Linked DNA regions of Mus musculus: regions 1 and 3 are each linked to region 2. Evidence: chromatin contacts called from public promoter capture Hi-C data. All regions are on one chromosome and are shown on one strand. The core of a region is the stretch at or near the end of the contact, and the rest is flanking DNA. Distances in the headings are between cores, read along the strand shown.

Evidence for each region. Promoter capture Hi-C pulls out the DNA fragments that hold promoters and counts their contacts.
Region 1: a contact with region 2 is called in a promoter capture Hi-C map of pre-B cells. The contact joins the promoter of Cops2 here to the promoter of Bloc1s6 in region 2. A contact is called at or near these places in 1 of 39 promoter capture datasets (pre-B cells) and 1 of 115 datasets of contacts at active chromatin or transcription factors (astrocytes).
Region 3: a contact with region 2 is called in a promoter capture Hi-C map of pre-B cells. The contact joins the promoter of Fam227b here to the promoter of Bloc1s6 in region 2. A contact is called at or near these places in 5 of 39 promoter capture datasets (the C10 cell line, the HPC-7 cell line, cranial neural crest and 1 more), 6 of 484 Hi-C or Micro-C datasets (CD4 T cells, liver, muscle stem cells and 3 more) and 1 of 115 datasets of contacts at active chromatin or transcription factors (astrocytes).

What each region holds. Positions count from the first base shown.
Region 1 is chr2:125,857,433-125,860,553 of GRCm38.p6, reverse strand. Cops2 (COP9 signalosome subunit 2) reads left to right here and starts at 1,472. Exons shown (of 13, transcript NM_009939.3): 1 at 1,472-1,618. The coding sequence starts at 1,565. It also overlaps a transcript of Galk2 not described here.
Region 2 is chr2:122,737,154-122,739,857 of GRCm38.p6, reverse strand. It overlaps Bloc1s6 (biogenesis of lysosomal organelles complex-1, subunit 6, pallidin), which reads right to left and starts at 1,353. Exons shown (of 5, transcript NM_019788.3): 1 at 1,154-1,353. The coding sequence starts at 1,235. Bloc1s6os (biogenesis of lysosomal organelles complex-1, subunit 6, pallidin, opposite strand) reads left to right here and starts at 1,496. Exons shown (of 2, transcript NR_156706.1): 1 at 1,496-1,776.
Region 3 is chr2:126,150,575-126,153,594 of GRCm38.p6, reverse strand. Fam227b (family with sequence similarity 227, member B) reads left to right here and starts at 1,591. Exons shown (of 17, transcript NM_029455.3): 1 at 1,591-1,684. It overlaps Dtwd1 (DTW domain containing 1), which reads right to left and starts at 1,454. Exons shown (of 5, transcript NM_026981.2): 1 at 1,381-1,454.

The sequences.
Region 1 (3,121 bases), core at 223-2,722, 3.1 Mb before region 2:
GGAATACAGAACATTAAAGCTGAGAGTTGGTATACTTGTGTCCATGATGCTATCCTTTATTATGTATTTAAGTTTAAAATTTCTTGTGATAAAGTGTTGATAGAAAAGGCTATTAGTAAAACTGTGTGGTTATAAGAAAGGTGATATTATTGCTAGAAAACTGTGACCAAAATGATGTTTCCTTGAATGGTTACTTCTTTAAGCCATCTGAAATTCCTTCTTCTAATATTTTCCTAAGTAACAATTAGGTGTTAGGCTAGAGGGATAGCCCAGCAATAGAACATTTACCTAACACACACAAGGCTAAGTTCTTCCCCCAGCTCAAAACATAAAAAAAGAAAAAAAAATCAATGTTAATGATATACAATGCAAAATCGTTTGAAGACTTATTTTTTAACATTCTGAATGTACAGCTATAAATTGTGTTCACAGTGTTTTCAATATAAAAATAATACAATCGTTGACCTTAACGTCTTCTGACAAGATTTTTAGAACCAAGCAATTTCTGGCTTAGAAACAAAACCAAAAGTATCCTGTTCTCCAGTGGATTCAGAGAAAAGCTGGTAATGACATCAGGTACAACTTCAGAAGTCACTGGAGCACAGCCAAGCGGGGTCTGTAAGGATTCAACCCGAAGGTGTGAATGTTAATGCTGAACTGTGCTCAACATCAGCTGTGCATGATGAAGATAAAATCAGGTAATTTTGTTTGATTTGGTTTTGTTTTTTTGTTTTTACCTTTGGTAATTTGGGCATGTTTAATTCATCTGTATAGATAACAATTGGGCCTAAATTCTAACCTATATCTACTTTATAACTTTATAGCATTTGTGTACAGAATTTGGAAGGTTTCTCCAAAAAGGGGGATTGCCTTATTTCCACATTTTTCTTCACTCTGAACTCTAATGGTTTTCTGCGACAATGCATTTTTAAAAAATCTGTCACCAACTGTTACTTTCATTTCATCCTAAAAGCAGTTAATGCACGTTTGTGATTCATTAAATAATTGAACAATTGATTAGTGCATATCCAAACCGGGATATCCACAGAACTGTTTTTGTTAACTACAAACATAACTTTACTAGACAATTGTGTTGCTGTAAATACACCACTGTAAAAACACCACTACAGGGTGTTGAAAGAAAACACATAGATAACAATGGTAGAGGCACGCTACCTTTCAGATAGGTCGGGCATGTTTCATTAGAAACAGACGGTTCCAGAGTCCCAGGCAAGGAAGGAGACAGTTCCCTCACCTAGGACGCTGGATACAGCTAGAAGGTTTTCGAAGCCCCTCAGATAGGACCCGCAACGCCCGATTTCGTAGTTGCTACGCTTAGTTGCTAAGACACAAACTGTCGCTCAGGAAGAGCCGGCTGTGCCCTCCCTTTGGGAGCCGTAGTAAATCATCTCAGGGTCGAGCGCTTTAGTTCCGGAATGAGCTTTATCTTCTCCTGGAGAGACCGGAAGACGAGGAGACTCGGGAGTGACGCTTCTGGGCCGCGGAGCACTGTGGGAGGAGGCTGTCTCTAATTTCTCCTCTCCCCCTCCCCCCTCCGGCCAAGATGTCTGACATGGAGGATGATTTCATGTGCGATGATGAGGAGGACTACGACCTGGTGAGGCGCAGGGAGCGGGCGGGGGCTGGAAGTGGGATGTGGCGGTGGTGCCAAGGCCGAGAGGCTGCAGCTCCCTCCCGGGGCTCGTCGGCCCGGTTCCGCCCTGCCCAGGGACAGGTTTCCCTCCTCGCCTGGCGTCGCGGGCCTGTGGGGCCTGGGAAGAGAGGGAGAGAGGCGGCGGGGCCGCCCTGGACGCTGGGCCCAGGGATAGCGCGGGTGACTGGCCGCGGCCGGTTCTCGGCGCCTCTCTGCCCGCCACCGAGCCTCCACGGCCCGGCGCTTAGGTCTGGGCCCTAGGGGGCCCATCTCTTCTCCACTCTGGACCTGAGCCGGTGCCAGATGCTGGAAGAGTGAAAACTGGAAGAGGGGGGTGGTCCATCCTGCTCCCAGACCTGACTGCGAAACTCGGGAGTCTCCCCCAAAACAGCCTAAGAGTCTCGCCCAGGGTCAGTTTGGGTCCCAGGTTAAGGCTCAGAGCAAGAGTAGGAGGAGTAGTTAAACGACTCGTCCCGTCCTCTAAAACATGACAAGCTCCGAAGAAAGATTTGCTTTTTGTTTGGTTGGACTGGGGAAAGGTAGGGGTTAAGGGAATTGGAACCAATGATCTTTTTCCTTGATTTAAGAAATTTCCCAGCATCCGTGTTTGAATCATCAATGGCATAAAAGTAAACAAACTTGCCTAGTTTGATTGGTGATTTCTTTTCCATTTAAGGTTTAATTGTGAATGGATTTACAGGTTTTAAACTGTACCCCATGATTTATGTTGATAGTCCAAAACGCATGCCTGTGTAAGAACTAAGAAAATTATCTTGATCCCAAAATTAGTGTCAGTTTTGTTTCTTAATTGGGAAGCAATTGTTCGGTTTTTAGAAAAATCCGATGATAGTGCAAGCTGTGGTGTACATGCTTGGAGAAGTCTGGGTCGTCTTTTTTCTTTTCTTTTCTTTTCTTTTTTTAATTTTGAGGTTTATTTATTTTATGTATATGAGTACACTGTCTTCAGGCACACCAGAAGAGGGCACCAGATCCCATTACAGATGATTGTGAGCCACATGTGGTTGCTGGGAATTGAACTCAGGACCTCTGGAAGAGCAGTCAGTGCTCTCAACCTCTGAGCCATCTCTCCAGGCCCTCTTTTCTTTTAAGTGTCACATTCTCAAAGCATTAATATTTTTATTTTGAGGTAATGGTGTAACATCTTTGTATAGATGAATCTGTAAATCATTTGCAATTTTTAAAAAAGGTTTTCATTTTACAGAAAGACATATTTTGCAGAAGGAAGTGCTGTGACTGGAGAGTCATAGTAGATGCTTGGTGATTTCAATACAGAATTTTGTTATTTATTCAATCACAAGGTAGTTGTAAACAGATACTAAACTCTTGTTTTGCTTTTGTTTCCATTACAAGTAGTTTTTAAATTGTCAGATATTTCTTTTGAATGTTTGTAATTTTAGCTGGTAGTGTTTTTAAAATTTTCACTTACCTCCTTTCCTAATAGTCTAT
Region 2 (2,704 bases), core at 104-2,603:
TTAATATATGCCGTGAGTCAGCCTGTGAGGGTCCCTGAGTGCCAATTCTATGGAAAATTCAGTAAGTGGCAAGAAGCCATTTTAGGATTCTAAGGATTCATGCCTGGAGCTTGTGTTGGGGCAGTAAAGTTACAACAATGGACACACCATGCTGTGAGAATGAGAGACTAGCGGTGGTAGCTTTACACTGCTGAGGGGAGATAGATGCTAATGCCCTGCGGAATCCTCTACATGAAACAGAGGGAACTGAATCCAAGAGTGCAAATTCAGTTTCATGGGAGAGTAAGCTCACACCATTATCAAGAAGATCAGACAGCTGAGGCTAGGGATCTAGCTCTGTAGTAGAGCACTTGTTTAACATGAAATAAGTCCTGAGTTGAACCTGCAGCTAGCACCTATCCCTATCTCTGCCCTACTCTCTGACATCTGCTTTTATTTATATGCATACCACCCATTCGTTATGTGCAGAAAGAGAGAAAGAGGGGGAGAAGGGAGGGGAAGGGAGAAAGAGAGAGGCCCAGGTTCCAAGTAGGTACTACAGAGTATTACTAATGTGACTGAACAAGTCATGAAAGGGATATGTCATTAAAGAAAAGCACTGCCAGGAAATGCTGGGTTATTTGTAGCTTCCTATTTCTGAAACGCAGAGATTATTTTTAGAAGCTCCATCTAGCTTCTCTCATATGAACCAATGCTCACAGAAAATGATTTGAGTGGTGTTTTCAATCTCACAAAAACGATGGTATAAACAGTGCCCATCTGCCTATATAGCAAATTAACTGCTTCGTCCAACGGACGCCTTCGGGCATCAATGCTTAAATTTCTTCTGGAAATGTGCGGACGGCTGCTGGAGTCTCGGATGAAGTAATGTCACCTAGGAGGTCAGAGTATTTCATGAGTAGACACTATTGTACAGTTTCCTAAAAATCTACCTTCTCTCTGGCAGACTGATCGCCAACCACTAACCCTGTGACAAACAGTTGAAAAGCAACACAAACGCAAACCTTTAACACAAACCGCACCCAACAGTGCGTTTCCTCGCGGGACCAGGGTTGCCTGGCCAGGATGCTCTAGGCAGGAGGGTCGCCTGCGCTGGAGTCCCACCCACTCGAACCCGGCCCCTGTGGGCAGTCGCCCCGCAAAACAGCCGTACCCGGCGTGGGCTCGCCGGCCTCCAGGCTGTCGGAAGGCCCCGTAAGGACCCCGTCTGGAGGCGGTGGCTCAGGAACACTCATATCCCCGCACTGGGCGCTGCGTGAGGCGAGTGCTGTGGAGAAGTCACAGGCAAAGAAACCTAACGCGTTCCAGAGTCCATCCGGACGAAAGCCGCCGAGGCACACGGAAGTGACGAAAGCGGAAAACCTCGCTTTCCGACGCAGAACGTTACTGCAAGTCCGGAACGCCCGCCCCCCCCCGCCCCCCCCGTGTCAGCGCCCTAGGCGCAGCCGTGCGCGTGCGGGTTCGGTTTCACAGAGGGTGGCCGGCGGAACCCGGAAGAGAGGTTAGAGGACCGGATGTCGCCATAACCGTGTGAATGTCCCCAGTGTTGTGTCCAGTTTATAACTCGGGCCGCTAAGTGAGTCAATACGAACTCTGAGCTTGAGCGTTGCTGAGGATCTCTTCCAGTGCTTGGAAATGACGTAAAGGCTTTCTTGGAGCATCATTTGGACAAATTAAGTCAAATTACCAAAAGCACATGCTGGGCTCCTGTAAGATGATATCATGAGTTCTAAAGGAAAGTATGTAGACTTGGACAGACTCAGCTCCACAGCAAATGTAAGGATTCTCGACCCTTTTGTAAACTCTGACCTCTAGTAGCATCTCTAGTTGCTCCTCAGGTTACCTGTTCAGTTTTCCATATTGTAGCCAAAGCTATCTCAAAAAAAAAAAAAAAAACTAATATAAATAAACAAATAATGCCATGCCCCTGGAATGCACTGGCTCCCTATTGTCACCATCTTATGTTCAGTTTCACTTTAGCCACTTTTCAAGGGTAACTTCTCAACTCTCCACGGTAGAATGTCCACAGACTAATCCTTGAGACTTCTAAATATATTAGAGGGCATGGCAACGAATAAAAGCTACTAGTTAACATAACCTTAAAATAGGAAGGGTACTCCAAGGACCCAAGGTAACAGTCTGTAAAACTGATGGGGTGGGGCTGTCTGAAAAAAGATTTGATTACAAAGGATGATTAAACAAACACTGATGGGTTTGAAGACAGAGGAAGGGAGTCATTATTCTGGATGGTGGGTGACCTCCAGAAAAATTGGTAACCAATTCCTCCCCTAAAGCTTTTGTAATGGAACTCAACCCTGTGAGGTTGCTGAACTATAGAATGTGTAATAATTAGTGTTGTCATACAAATAGGAAAACAATTTATTACTCTTCAAACATCTTGTGCAATCTGGGCATTGTACGCTGTCCATTGTGCTTGTTCCTGTTTCAAACTAGAGTATCTTTTTCAAAGGCCTATTCATCTTTTAAGTGCTCTAGGATAATATCTTTTTTATTGTTTTGTTTCACAAGGTGAGGTGTCCTGTAGCCTAATCTGGCCTTAGACTCAATATGTAATTAGGGATGGCCTTGAATTCTTGGTCCTCCAGCAGACACGAGCCAGCACACTCAAACACACCTTTACTGTGGACACCATTCATTATCTCATTATTTCCTCCCTTTCATTCAGCAGTCACAGTGAAGACAT
Region 3 (3,020 bases), core at 342-2,841, 3.4 Mb before region 2:
GTAGCTAGTTGGAAGGGAATTCTGATGGTTCAGTGTGTGACTTGGAAGAGGCTGGGACAATTTTGTGACTGAATTGTCAGCCTGTGGATTCTGACATTGTCTCCAGTAGTATATAATAACAATCAATGACAACAAGGACATAGATGCATGTAAGTATACCTATACTTAACATCAAATACGTGCAGGGCGATGCAGCTGGAGTTGGGTGGGGGAGAGTTGTAAAGAATTAGAAAACAAGGGCGGTTCCTAGGGCAAATAACTAGCATCCTGATGGTCTACTCTGCAAATTGGGCTGAAAAACTTTTTTTTCCACTCAATTTCTCTAAAAATAATGATACTTATGCAGTTTCATCCTGTCTGCTTTGCACATAACATCTATTTTTAGGCTCAAAGTCAGATTCTAACTCAGTTATAAACTCACACAAAGACAATCTTTTACACTTCTGACTACTTATCCCTGGGTCCACATATTTGATATGGACAAACATATTCATTTGGAGGCACTTTTCAATGAGGCAAAAGTACAACTCTTTCCGATTTACCTATTCTTGATTTTTTTTAGATAGATTCAAATACTTATCAACTAAATTGAAACCACTCTGTAGAAGGCATCCAGGACTTATCTTTCTACTCAACTTTGGGGCACTACACAGATCGGCGGAACAAGGCTACTTTTTCCAACACACTAAGCTGATTTGCCTCCCAAGGGAATATTCTTTAAATTTCTCCTATTTTGAATTGTGGACAAATTCAGGACCAGATAAGACTGTTTTCAATATTTGCTTGTGAAGTACTAAGAACTGATCGTATAATTTGATGAGGTACAATATCCCTCTCGCCCCCCCCCCCCTTTTTTTTAAACATCCAAGATACCACCGCCATTTTTTAAACACAGAACTTGACTCCCTTCCCACAGAACACATTATATGACAGGCGAAATGTCTTGGAAATTTTTGCATTTGGAGTTCAATCATAAACAGCCCTGAAATGCTGCAATCTTGGGCTCTTCATCCTTACCCAACCTCGTGGAACTAGCAACGCAAAGTGTTACTATACTTGTCTCACATTCCCAAGAAATAGACACACAAGAAACGCGTCTGCTTATCGGCTGACGGTAACAGCACACATCTGGTTTCCTTTTCCCGCGACCATGCCGAAACCACGCCAAAGCCTGAATTACAGATCGGTGCTCACAGGGAGCTGGCCTTGCCAGGAGTGAGCAACGCCGACTCGGGAAGCCTAATAAGGCTTCATTTAGGCCCCAGACCACTCAAGTCTTGCCCCCACGGGCACGCCACACGCAGCACTAGCCCGCAGTGAGACCTCCGCTGGGCCTGGCCGGCGTCCGGCCCGAGCCACCCGACCCGAGGGGATGCCGACCTGCACCACGCTCAACTCTCGGTCCGTACCGCCTCCGCTCCACGCGCTCCCCCCCGGAGCGCTTTCCGCAGAACACCGGAGGGCGGGGCCTGGCGGTTGCCAGGGCCACGGGGAAGCTGACCACGGCGCATGCTCAGAGGGAGAATCCCGTGGGCGAGCAGGAGGAACTGGTTCGGAAGTCCCGCCTTCGCTTCCCGGGTGACCTGTTCCAAAGGAACCGTCAGCTTCCTGCTGTGCCGCCCGTTGTGGGCCCCCAGCGCAACTGGGGACGTGTTCCGGAACAGCCTTTTCGAAAGTAGTTTCTGTGAGTTAGTGAGGAGCTAGTAACACCGCTTTACCTCCCCAAATACTATATTTACGAGATCTCAGACTTGTAGCTTTAGGTGGTTGGTAGTTCAAGCTTGATAGACTTCTTAGGAAAACCGTTTATGCATTTTGTGCTTTGCTTACAACACGCAGAGTTGACACCTACTGTATTTTTCTTTTATTTTTTTTTAAAGTCTAATATATGTGGATAAGTGATTAAATTATTTTTCTATGCTCCACCTCAAAGAAACCTAAACAATAGTTGTTAAATTAGAAACAAAACTGTCATATATCAAGCAATTTGTTTAATGAGTGGAGAATTATGAAATTAACCAATGGGAGAAAAAGAACAGCCTTGTGTGTAATCACGAATGACAAGCCAGGACACTGATATTTACCACACCAGAATTTATATAAAAGTTTTAACAGAAAAATAGACAATGGTTAACATGAATTCCCAGGATCACACCTGTAAGTAGGAGAAAGGCCCATTTCCAGCCTGGTCATGAGTGGTAGCTTCTACTTGAATAGGAGAGACAGAGACAGACAGACAGAGAGACACAGAGAGGAAGAAGAAGAAGAAGGAGGAGGAGGAGGAGGAGGAGGAGGAGGAGAGAGAGAGAGAGAAGAGGAGAGGAAGAGAAGAGAAGGGAAGGGAAGGGGAAGGAAGAAGGGGAAGGGAAGGGAAGAGAGAGGAGGAGAGGGGAGGGGAGAGGAGAGGAGAGGGGAGGGGAGGGGAGGGGAGAGGAGAGGAGGAGAGGAGAATCCCTTCTGTCACTCTTAGCAGACTGAATAGGTCCCTTAATGTTTTGGAGACCTCAACTCGAGCCAAACTGGTATTCCTGATTTGGATACAGAAAAGGAATTTCAGAACTAGTGAGAGTGAGGTAGAAATTAGACCATGGATATTTGAATTTAGACTTTAAGCAAAAATGTTTTAATAAAGAGAGGCATGCAGAACAAAAGTCATTCTAAATGTCAGCCAGTCCACTATACCTTCACTTATCAAAACAGAAAAAGAAGTTACTAACCTTTTGAGACGCAATGTGAGAGCCACCAGAATGGTATTCATATATGTTGAATGCTAAAACAGTTGAGAGTCTACTTTGAGACCCACATTGACATGTCTACCTGCCTTAGGAATTAAGCTTTAGTTATTTGTGCACAACATCACAGTTAGGCATCAAACAGTGAGGGCCTGAACATCAGAAAATGGGATATTTGACTTTTAATTGTTAGCCCTTTCAATTTTTGGCTTTGTTATTGTCATCTTTACACCTTGCCCTGGAAGTGCTTACATGTTAAGTATGGGTAGTACAGGAAACATTATGACA